2 separate regions of the Mus musculus genome follow, and region 1 is linked to region 2. Evidence: chromatin contacts called from public Hi-C data. All regions are on one chromosome and are shown on one strand. The core of a region is the stretch at or near the end of the contact, and the rest is flanking DNA. Distances in the headings are between cores, read along the strand shown.

Evidence for each region. Hi-C and Micro-C count contacts between places; a contact is called where the count stands out from the background.
Region 1: a Hi-C map of embryonic fibroblasts shows a contact between it and region 2, with 3 times the contacts expected there. The contact joins the enhancer-like site here to the promoter of Plxdc2 in region 2. A contact is called at or near these places in 1 of 39 promoter capture datasets (the 3T3-L1 cell line), 1 of 15 datasets of contacts at CTCF or cohesin (the NIH/3T3 cell line), 30 of 484 Hi-C or Micro-C datasets (the G1E-ER4 cell line, the Patski cell line, Sertoli cells and 15 more), 4 of 115 datasets of contacts at active chromatin or transcription factors (embryonic stem cells, kidney, microglia and 1 more) and 1 of 9 other capture datasets (adipose tissue).

The regions. Positions count from the first base shown.
Region 1 is chr2:16,447,266-16,453,491 of GRCm38.p6, forward strand. The region is part of intron 1 of Plxdc2 (plexin domain containing 2); the gene reads left to right. Among named protein-coding and RNA genes, the nearest start is that of Plxdc2, 94 kb to the left of the region's middle. Within about 2 kb of position 4,271, at least 72 of the 459 cell types and tissues checked have an H3K27ac peak or open chromatin away from gene starts, as enhancers often do. A contact at or near this core is called in adipose tissue, adipose-derived mesenchymal stem cells, astrocytes and 6 more, where this site is marked.
Region 2 is chr2:16,352,382-16,358,366 of GRCm38.p6, forward strand. It overlaps Plxdc2 (plexin domain containing 2), which reads left to right and starts at 3,923. Exons shown (of 14, transcript NM_026162.6): 1 at 3,923-4,856. The coding sequence starts at 4,745.

The DNA of each region.
Region 1 (6,226 bases), core at 3,021-5,520, 95 kb after region 2:
AGCTCTGGGGGTACTGGTTAGTTCATATTGTTGTTCCTCCTATGGGGCTGCAGACCCATAGGAGGGTCCTTTCTGTAGCTTCTTCATTGGGGCCCCTGTGCTCAGTCCAATGGATGGCTGTGAGCATCCACTTCTGTATTTGTCAGGCCCTGGCAGAGCCTCTCAGGAGACAGCTATATCAGGCTCCTGTCAACGAGCTCTATCTCCAAAGCCCCTTGTCTGTGTCAGTAGCCAGGAAAACTCTTTTAACAAGTATTTAAAACCTTCTCATCTGAACAGATTACAATGTGATAAATTAAATGCTTACATTCTGCTTCAGCTGCTCCTGAATAGCACATAAAGTAGAAGCAGGGAGAGCAACGGAAAAGCTCAGCCTCCCTCCCTGCTCTGCTTGTGACCACCACGGTAAAGCAGGAGCCGGTTCTGCACAGTTCATTGTCCCCTGTGCTGGTGACTGATGGCAAGTACCCTGTGCTTCTCTCTGGCCATAAATGGTCTAAATAAAGTGTTTCTTTCCTCCTTTCCAATTGCAGATGTCCAATACAGTGATAACATCAGTGCCTTTAGATGGAGAAATTAAATTCTCATCCTCCAGTTTAGCTGTTGGTTAACCTGAGCCTCTTCCTAAGATAGATGCTGTCTATTATCATTTTCTACTGCTGCTGCTGCTGCTGCTGCTGCTACTACTACTACTACTACTACTACTACTGCTACAACTTTTATTTTTAGAAGGGTGAAGCAGTTCTATTGCTGGATTTAGAGAATCTGCATGAAGCAACGATCCTTTTTTCAAGGCAGATCAGGCTATGAGAGATTAAGAGCCCCATGTTTTACGAAACATAGCTAGCTTGTGGCAGAGCCCGGAATTCTAATTGCCTCTGAAGCAATAGTTGGGAAACAACAAGTGCAGGTGGATCTTGTCCTCAGCCTGAGTGATGAAAGGCTCACGAGTAGGTAGAGTTTAAAGTCACCACATTCTCTGTGGGATTCAGAAGGAAGACCACCAAACTGAGGGCAAACAGGAATGAGCAAAAGGAATATTGAATAGACTAGTTTTTTTTTTTTTTGCCATCAATAAATCAAATACAAACTGAGCAAATTGATGATGCTTATTTTTTAATTGAAGAAAGCTTTGAGCTACCAGAAGTTTTAAAACAGGAGACAGAGGCTTGGCCTGGATCATGTAAGAGAATTCATAAAAATAGTTGATGCTTTCCTGTACTATAGTGTTAGAATCAGGCTTCTGAAGATAGTGTACTTATGGAGTAAGTGGATCATTAAAACATCTTCTTTAAAAAAACAAATATTTCCTGAAAGGACATATATAAGATTGGTGGTGCTCTTAGTGGCAGAACACAAGCTAACGGCCACTGTGACATAGTGAAGAAGCAAAGCCATGTCCACAGGATGCCGTAGCATTTGGGAGTACAGAGGCTTTATTGTATCAAGTTGGATGTGCTTCACAGTGTCTGGACATTCTGTGAGATGCTTCTCTAGGGACAATCTGGTCAGCTATGAAATGCATTTGATGCATTGGGACAGCAAATGAAAAATTTCATGTTACTAGTGTAAACTTAAAATACTAAAGTGGCCCATTATTAAATATAATGTTATTTGCATCATTCAGTGTATATACAAGCTAAAAAAAGACATCAAGCATAACTATATAAAGGATCCTAATTACTTGTAACAGTGTCCTTTGAAAACTCTTTTTTTAATCAATGTAGTATATAAAATTCTTATCCGAACAGTGGAAATGAAAGTCCATCTAAGGAGACACTTTGGCATTAATTGGCATAGCTTTTACACTTAGAGTGTTCTGCTCATTTTCATTTGCACAAAACCCTTATTAAGAAAGGACATTATCTTGCATGTAGGCACTTGCTAAAAGAATGCAGCTTGCTGACAGAGAATATTTTAAACTGACACTCTCACCGTGAGCCTGTTTTAAAAACATCTGCTGTTTGGGAGAATTAGAACTGGCTAATAACAGTGACTATAATTAATAGTCTATTGCTTTAAGGGAAACAATTAACAAATTGGGCTGAATATTAATCTACTCAACTAATAAACAAGAAACAAAAGGAATTCAGAGAACAGACAAAGAAAGTAGTATGTGTTTTCTCCATGAGTCTTTTGTTTTTTTTTTTTTTTTTTTTTTTTTTTTTTCGAGACAGGATTTCTCTGTATAGCTCTGGCTGCCCTGGAATTCACTTTGTAGACCAGGCTGGCCCTCAAACTCAGAAATCCGCCTGCCTTTGCCTCCCAAGTGCTGGGATTAAAGGCATGCTCCATGAGTCATTTTTAAAGGATGATAGGTTTCACATGTCATCTGTTTGATATATACCTGAGTCTGATTATACTGGTTTTGCATCATAAGACTTGGTTGTTTTGTCTTTCTCTCCTTCCTGTCAGTATTGAAACTTGAAGTATGGTTACTGCATATTAAAACGCTCAAGAATGCCATTCTAAATAACATACTCCTGGGGTGAGTGCCGCAGTAGTCTTAAGAATGCTAAATAAAGGCACGTCAGCTCCATCCTAATACTAGAAAGGCCTTGTTTGAAGTCAGAGGTTTCTTACACGCAGTAATTTCAGATACTCTTGGGATTAATGTATGACCTCTTTACACACAGCGACATTCAAACACATCTTATAGCATCTCCATATACTTCAAGTGCACACTAGTGTTGGCATTGCTATCTCGTTGCTGTGGGCTTCATCCTAGTTCCTAACATCCTTACTTTCAAATAAGACAACATTTCTTCTTGTCTCTACTTTCATTCTTTACCGACACTGAGGCCTAACTTCAGTGGTTATCCATGGCTGGCTAGTATCTTGGTTTCCTTACAAATGGCACTCTATGCTTATTAATGGCATTTTCCAAGTCCCTGCAGGCATTGGACTATGTTCTGACCTTTGAAATCTCTTCTAGAACACAAGATTTTAGTGCTTAATGGTTCAAAGTAGCTAACTCTCATGTATTAATTTTTATTTTCATTGCAGTGAATATTTGCCTTACTTACATATGTATGAGGTCTACATTTTGACATTCATTGAAAAATATAATTTCAGATGTGATACTTTGTGAAAATTATATTATTAAATGTCATAGAAAAAAATGATCATAAGATACTAATGGAACATTTAACAAAGTATAGACTATGAATAGTTATATAGTTCAGAAGGTCAGTTTCTACTCTGTTGGCCACCTTCCTCATCATTAAAAAATGAGTCCCTCTCTTCTTCTGGAACATGAAGGTTTAGATTTATATATCTGAAAAGAATTTACAAAAGATGTCCCTTCCTTTCACAGAGTGTCTGGTCTGATGTGCTTTGTCACAAAACCAAGCACTGCCATTGGACTTCACTGTTAGCTATATTTTCTTTCTTTGGAGTCTCCATTCTTCTTAAGGATTTTTTTTTTTTCTTAAGATTGTGTTCCATCATTAAAAGCTTCAGTGGAATTGGCTCAGGACTGCCAATGTGGGCTATTTCCAGTAAAAAGCTGCAGCTAGCCAATGAAGGAAAGAAGCTAAAATCCAGTCAGCATTCCATGTGCCAAGCACAGTGCCCTAGGAGCAGTCCCAACAATGCATGTAAAAATCCCACCCAGAGGACATCTGATTCTAATTTACACAAAGACACTCTGCAGGCTAGCAGAGTCCCTGGAGCTAAACTAATGCTGCCTCACTGTGAATTGAGGGACAGTTTGCCAGTGTGTTTAAAAGCTTGTCATAACTTATCCTTTATGGGGCTGTTCCAGTAGGGCGGAGTTATGTATGTGTTGGGATAGAGGCAATTAGACACACTTCAGTGATAGTTTTATTTACTTGCTGTTTGTTCAAGCCCTGGTGCTGGGGATCTGAGGGGGAAGGTTTATTAGAAGCAAACTCCCTTTGTGAGCCCTCATTCAATTAGATTTGAGCTTCCTGGACTCCACCTGTGAAGAAGTGGTCGGAGGCGGCCCCTCTTGTGACCGACAGTGTTTGTGTTTTCTGCTAATAAAGTTTTGAATGGATCATACCACATGGACTTGATGTCTTAATTTTGTTGGATGGACACATTCAAGAACAGAGAGTAAACAATTGGCGCCTTGCTCAGGGATGTCTGAGCATGTACCTCCCTCGCTTAGGGATTTTGTAATAAAATACAGCTCAGTGATTCAAAAACTAAAACATGTTTTTAAAGCTCCTAAAGTTGATCCAAAGTGCCAGAATTTCCCAGCTTGGCCTGGCTTCAAGGCCATGAGAGCTCAGACCTTGACTCATGGAACCATTTCCTTATTAACAGACATAGTGTTTCACATACTTGAGGCTTGAAAAAAACAACTGGACTTCAGCCTCTCCAGCGCAAAGCTCTTCTCAACTCTTTTGTTTTTGAGGCAGGCAGGGTTTCAAAGGAAATCTTGTGTCTGTCTATATTGTTTATTCTCAACTTATCCCAAATGCTCTGGCTTATGTATGGAAAATCCCTTGAGTTGTTTTCTAAGTTGTTCAGTCTTTTCTTGTTTAAGAGCAGGAAGCTGCAGATTGTCAGTAGTCAGAAGAAAGCGTGCTGTTGAGCACTAGCTCTGCTGCGGAGGACCATGATTTATGTATTTCTGAGCTGATTACTCTCAGTAAGAGTCTACCCCCAAATATCATATAAGACTAAGAAATCCTCTTAGATGCACTATCAGAAAAGTCTTACACAGGATAATGTCTATCTAAGCTATTTTAATATTCATTTTATCCGCCGGGCAGTGGTGGCGCATGCCTTTAATCCCAGCACTTGGGAGGCAGAGGCAGGTGGATTTCTGAGTTCGAGGCCAACCTGGTCTACAAAGTGAGTTCCAGGATAGCCAGGGCTATACAGAGAAACCCTATCTCGGAAAACAAACAAACAAACAAACAAAAAGACAAAACAAAAAAATTCATTTTATCCTATTTCGGGGTGGTTTTACCTGCCTGTATGTCAGCACATTATGCACATGCAATTCCCATGGAGGCCAGCAGAGGGCACCAGATACCCCAGGAATGATTTTACAGCTGGTTTTGATCCATCATGTGGGTGCAGGGAATTGAACATTGGTTCTCTAGAAAAAAATAAAAGGTGCTATTGACTTCCGTGTGACTTCTCCAGCCCTGCCTAGATGATTTTGTCAAAACATTAATGCATCTATCTGCAACTCAGTGTTTTTGGCAGAGTTGTAGAAGCATAAAAGTATCAAAGAATTTATATACTGTTTCTTTGTAGCTATGCTATCCTGAGGGCTTGGCATAATTATTATTTGTGTATATCAAATAGAATAATTTCATTTAATGGCACAGATAAGATTCTATTATCTGTTTTATATGCTGCTAAAGAAGGTATATATCATTCATAACAAATTTCTAATTAATATTTAAGTGAACTGTCCATTTTTAATATTCACATAATACGTTATATTGTAAGCTGTCCTTATTCAGAGTCATTCCTGTTCACCTTGTTAAATCTTAAAATCAGTGCTCAATGACCTTGGGTTAAACATGTCTCTAAATACACTTTCCTTCCTTTTTACATTATGACCCTAGGCTGAGCACGCTCAGGAATGTACTGCTTAGCCAAGCATACTCAGGGATCTGTGTTCAGTGAATTGCTTTCCCGAATGAATATGTAAAGGCTCCCTCAAGAAAATCCCCATATTCCATGAGCTAAGCCCTCTAACCTAACGTGTGTCGCTCAGAACAGTGTCTACTCTTTTGGGTCATTCCTTGAGTGCTTGGTTTGTTTCTGTAGTAAGTGTCCTGTGAGCCCATTGCTATGACATACTTACATACAGGAGCCTAACATGGCCCTCATGAGAGACCCTACCAGTGGCTCACTTACACCCAACCATTGGACTGAAATCCCGGATCCCTATTGTTGAATTAGGGGAAGGATTAAAGAAGCTGAAATGGAGACCCCTATAGGGAGACCAGCAGTCTCGACTAACCTAGACCCCAGGGAGCTCTCTGAGACTGATCCACCAACCAGGAGCATACAGGGGCTTGTTTGTGGCCCTTGGCAAATATGTAGCAGAGGTTGGCCTGATCAGGCCTCAGTGGGAGAAGATGTGCTTAGTCCTTGAGAGACTTGAGGCTGCAGAGAAAGGGGAGGCCTGGTGGGAAGGGAGCACCCCTCAGGCAAGCCTGAGGAGGAAGGGATGAGGAGCTGTGAGAGGGCAGAATGACAGGGCAGCAGCCACTGGACTGGAAATAAATAA
Region 2 (5,985 bases), core at 2,673-5,172:
TAGGCATTCTGTCAGCCAAGCATCAACTTAGGGTTTCCATTGAGAAAGAATGCTAGAACTGGGGAAGGGTGAGAGGGTGGACTGAAAATCTCCTCATTCACACATAGCCTGAGATGTAGATGAAGGTTGCAAGCCTAGGGATTTAGCTCAGTTGATAAAGTCCCAAACTTGATCCATACGATCACATAAGCCTGAAGTACCAGTACTCTAGAGATAAAAGCATTTAGATCAGAAGCTCAAGGTTATTTTCAACTACACAGAGAGTTCATGGACAGCTACAAAAAGTTCTTTAAGACAAAAAAACCATGAAGGTTAATGAAGATGGGGTGTCTTCTTCAAGGATTTGAAATCTGGACAGATATCTCAAGTTGTGTCTACGCAAAGTTCTATATGGTTAAGAGTGATTCTGATGCATCATCTTCAAGGAGAAAGCATCCTATGAATTCTAGGCCTTATCCTTGATGAAAATCAAGAACTACTTACTCATTTGCACTTTCTAATTCATCTGTACCTCTTTAAATTATCTTACAGGAACCCAGCGGGTAAGAGAAATGGCTATGTCTTTCCTGTACCTTTAATAGTTAGAAACAAACTCCAGTATCACAACACCTCTCTCATGTCTGTGGACAGTGATGAAACTTTTCCTACAAAGCTTTCTTAGTCAGTCACCAGATAGATGACTCACTTGTACTGTGATGAAACACACAACACAGATTCAACGACTAAGGACACATAATGTATGACCTTTAATTAGCCGGAGTTATATGTGTAGTCAACTCCACTTTGAACATATTGTATGACATGTATTTTCTTTAACAACTGGAGCAGTGGCTGTCCCAAAGGCTGTTGCCTGTACATGGGATATGTTCTCTAGCTGGGCCTCAGTGAGAGAGGACGATGTGCCTAGCCTCTCAGAGACTTGATGCGCCAAGGTTGGGGAGTGCCCAAGAGGACTCCCACCTATTCAGAGGAGAAAAGGAGTGGGGGATAGGGGGAAGGATTGTGGGAGGGGGTGACTGGGAGGGAGCAGTAAGTAGGATGTGAAGTGAAAAGTAAAAATAAATAAATAAATAAATAAATAATCAAATCCTACTAATTTGAGATTCTTCTATAGCTGTTGGTTAAGTGAGCACTAAACTGAATAAATTATTTGATTGCAGTCTAGGTTCAACATCAGGTTCTTGCTCAAGTGATTCCACACCCTGAAAATTTCATGGCTACCATCAATATACTCGATCTGTCATAAACTTACCAGAAGTGGACATATGTACAAGTTTGTCAAAGTAAAATTCAAATAGGAATAAAGAATTGTGATTAAACAGCAGCCCTGATAGAGACCAATGGATTCATATTGACCAAATTACTTCTAAATTGCCATTTGTTAGACTTTCAGTTTGTAGCAACCAATTTTCACTGACAAAAGTATATTTATAGCTGTCATCAAGAGGGCAAAGCACAGCCAAGGATAGCAAACAATAACAAAATAAATACTACTAATTTCCATAAACAATAAGAAAAAGGGGTGAGAATGAGAGAGGAGATGGTGACTTGTGTCTTCTCCAAGAGGAAATGGGCTTTTGTTTTGTGTTGTTTTTTTCCTACTGTACAAATAGGGGACCTAAGACCTAACTTGTTTTGATCATTGTTTGGTTCCTACTGTTGTGGACTTTATGAGAACTGGATTTGGATAAAGGGCCCAGGAAGTTCTCTGCCTGGGTTTCTGCTATAGCCTCTGACCTGTTTTTTGTTTGTTTGGTTTTGTTTGTTTGTTTGCTTTGTTTTGTTTTGTTGGTGGTAGTGATTCTGGCAGGTAAATCTCCATCCCAAATAAGCCCCCGGCAGTGAAAACACGACTCAATTAATATGAACACATGATTGTGCCTAGATTGGGCAGGTCTACCGTTATCCTACCATCTTCCACAGTTTATGAGACCCCTTAGAACTTTAGGTTTCTCCAGGTGATGTGCTTTTGCTCCAATTTTCTTCTTTTTCCTCCTCCTCTGCATCCTCTCCCTTTTCTACTTTCTCCTCTCTCTCTCTCTCTCTCTCTCTCTCTCTCTCTCTCTCTCTCTCTCTCTCTCTCTCTCTCTCTCTCTCCTGCTCCACCTTTCCTTTTATCTGCCTAATCATCAGCTCTTCTTTATTTTACAAATTAAGGTGGGAAGCAGGTTTACAGGAAGTCACCTGAGTGCTCATTCCTTGTTCACAACCACTCAAGGGAGAACAGAATTAATATCAAATATAATTAGTAGTCTATCCACAACCGGTGTCAGCCATTCAAAGTGCAGAAGGAAAACTCAACATCGATGACTGTCCCATTAATTTTTCATTAGGAAACCACTCTTTTAAACTTGATGTAAATACTCTAGATACACAGATTGAGATGTAATTGAGGATTTAAAACACTCTTGGTAGAGCAAAAATAAGAGAATTACAGTCTTAAGTCTGGTTGGCAAGAGGACATCAACCACTCAGAAGAAAGCTCAGGATTTATCAAGCATCTTGGAATAATAAAAGGTGTAAGCATGGAGTATTTAAACCTTCACAAATATCCCAAAATAGAGAAACGAGTCTTATTTTAGAGAAAACAGGCTTGTTAATGTTTTCAGTGGAAAGGCAAAAATTTCTGTATCGAATTTTGCAGTAATCTTGGCCCACTTCCAGTGGGTTTTGCTAGATGTTGAGATGGATTCAAAGCATACATGCATGCATTCTTCAAAGCATGGCAAGGCCAAGACAGTAACAAGCTACAGCATCGGCTGAACCCAGAACACTTTCGAATGTGTTTAAATTAGCTCTCCCTTTGTCTTCAAGAAAGAGCATTTCTCTTCAGGCTAGCAGATGATTTAAAAAATTAAGTTCACTTGGCTAATCCTCCTTTCTAGGACCTTCTATGAACTTCAGTATAAAATCTTCCTGATTTGATGCCTGGAGACCTGAGGCTTAAAGCTTAAATAAATTGCTCCTTGTGGAAAAAAAATTGAAGTACTAGCCCAGGCAGTGCTCCAGAACATGTATTTTTCACCAAGGATGCATTGTCTCTTTGCTTTCTATTTAGCCCCATTAAAAGATGGCTAAGTGTATGCAAATTAAATTAAATTAAATGTAAGCGGATAAGGGGCCTGGAAAGGGTTAATGCTGAAGCAGACCCTCAAGCTGAAAAAACAAAAACAAACTAGCAAGCAAAAACCCTTTAAACCCCCTATAGGAAATTCAATGGGCTTCCTGTTTCTTTAAACTCTCCCTTTCCCTCCTTCTGACACTTTACCAAACCGCGGTGGCGGCCTCAGGACCCTGCAGCCCAGAGCCACCTCCACCTCCCTCTGTGCGGGTCTGGGGTAGGAGGGGCTTTTGATGGGATGGGGGCTGGGAGTTGGGGGATGTCAGTAACCCTAGCGACTCAGGTTTGCTCCCCCGCCACCCAACGGTTGCCAGACCAGCCCTCAGTGAGGGATGAAATACTATTAACCCTTTAGTGCCCAGGCGGAAATCAGAAGATAGTGGGCGCTCCCTGGGGGGCCTCATCCCTCTCTACCCGCAGGCTGACACCCAAAAGCCACGGAAGCCTGGAGGGTGCAGGCGGCATCGGTTCCTCTGCAAAGGTCATGAACCGGGTGGGCGGATGGCGTCCGGGAGACTAGAATCTGCCACCGCCCCACTCGCACCAGTCCTCGGGTGTTTGGGGCCGCAATGGTCCTCTGGCTTTCCCCAGCCAGTCTTCTCGGGCTTCATCTGTGGGAGACTTTTCTGGCGCCCCCTCTCCCCCGAGAAAAGCTCAGCCAATGGACAGGTTGGTGCTGGCTGCGGGTTTTGGGAGGAAGGTGGGAGAAGCCTGGAGGAGAGAAGGGGAGGGAGGAGGGCGGAGGGAAGAGAGGAGGGTTCAGCGGTAGATCTAGCAAATGGCAAGCCGCCTTCCCTCCCCAAAGTGTAGAGCTGGAGCGCGGGGGAGCGCGGCGGCGCCTCCGCCACCAAACTCCTGGGGCTCCGCGGCGTTCGGAGCCACCTCCTGCCTAGCCCGGAGGGGCTCTCTTACCAGGCTGCAACCTCACTTTCCCGTTTTTCTTTTTCTTTAAAAAACACCCCCACCTCTCTTCTGCTCACAGCAGCTGGTGCATTCCCGGCTCTACTCTCCGGAGCTGCCCATCCCTCCGGCTGCGGGCGAGGACGCGCGCTCAGCCTTGGGCGAAGCAAAGAAGAAAAACTTGTCAGAGGGGTTTCTCCAGCCTCCACTAACCTCCTTCTCTCGGGAACACCAACCACCCGCCGGGGCCAGACCTAAGTCTGGGAAAGTTCCTCCGGTGCTCAGCGCCCTCTTGAATCTGGAACAGCACCGGCGCAGCCAGTGGAATTAGATCTGTTTTGAACCCAGTGGAGCGCGTCGCGGGCGCTCGGAAGTCACCGTCTGTGGGCGCCCGGGTGGCGCTGCCTGAGAGGACCCGGGAGTTTGCCGACCCTACTGCAAGTGACCTTTCCTCCCCTCACTTGGTTGATTGTGTCTCAGTTGGGGGCTGCGAGGGTGACAAGTTGCAGTGAGAGCTCCCGAAGTTCGGAGAGGGTTCAGCTGTCTCTCCTTCACTTCTGTTACCCGGAGTGAAATCCTAGCGAAACTGTCAGAGGCCTCCGGATCCCACCCAAGACTCACCAGCAGAGCTCGGCCGTGTCGCCCCATCCCCAGGGATAACCCCGGAGCCCAGGGTCTCAAGAAAAAATTCGTTGGGCAGGGGAGAGAGGTCGCGGCAGCGGCATGGCAAGGTTCCGGAGGGCCGACCTGGCCGCAGCAGGAGTTATGTTACTTTGTCACTTTTTAACAGACCGGTTCCAGTTCGCCCACGGGGAGCCTGGACACCATACCAATGGTAAGAAGTACTTTTCTCAATTGTTTTTGTGTGTGGCTGAAGATCCTTCCGGTGTCTTCGAACCTCCATCCTCATCTCACACCCACCCAAAGTATCTGCCCTTGGGAAACTTATCCTAGTTGTTTTTCTGGGAAACTTGAGTTTCTCGAATGGGGAAAGAGGTTTGCTTGATCAAAAGGTGTGGGAAACCAGGACTTCCCTGAAGCTATGATGCTTACTCCACCTGGGCGCCAGGGGGTGGTCCTGCCTAACCCCAAGTAGCCCAAAGAGGTCGGGGTGTGAGAGAGCCTGCTGCTGCGGATACCTCTCTGAATCTTGGTTACATCAGGTTGTTTCCCCTCTGGATTCTCATCCCTTGGAGCTCAGAGGCTCTTCCCTGTGCGCCGCGGAAGGGATGGATGGATGAACAATCTGATGACAGTCAGGGATGGCAGGTCGCCCCGTGCCAAGGGAAAACGCCTTGTGTCTGCACATCCCTCCTTCAGGCTATCCTCACTAGTTTTCTCATTGTGGGGTTACTAAGTGGATGCAGTAGAAGCAGCGGGGTTCAGGGATAGAGAAGAGGTGGAGAAGATGGGGACCAGTCGTGCCTATGAGGACAAGCCCTGGCCCCATTGTCCTCTGCCTGTCTGTTTCACAGACAGGCCCCAACATGCCAGCAGTTCCTCAGGGTTTCTTGACACTGTCCCTGGAGGAGAAGGGCCTCCAGATACTTGCAATTGGCCGCACCCTGTGCCCTGGTGATCTGTCTGGTTAGGTGTGTGGTAGTGAAGTGTCCTCCTACTGAGCAGGGACTGGCTAATCCAGCTTTCTCCCAAGACCACTCATTCCACTGTGACCCCACAGATTGCTCCCCATCTCTGCCCTTCAGCAAAGAAATGAACAGGCAGGTCAGTGAAACACTGGGGCAGGAATCTGTGAACTCTTGTAGACTCCCAGCAGGAGTGAGAGCAAAGAGCACTTGAAGAGAAAAAGAAAGGAAAACTTCCTGGTTAGGACAATCACTTTGGTTCTGTTTTGCTCTGTACACCTCTTTGTTTAATTCAAGAAAGACTGGTAAATGGTTCTTCAGAAAGTATGCATGTATACCCAGCTGTCAGCCTTCAAGGAGTCACAGAAAGAAGTCCGG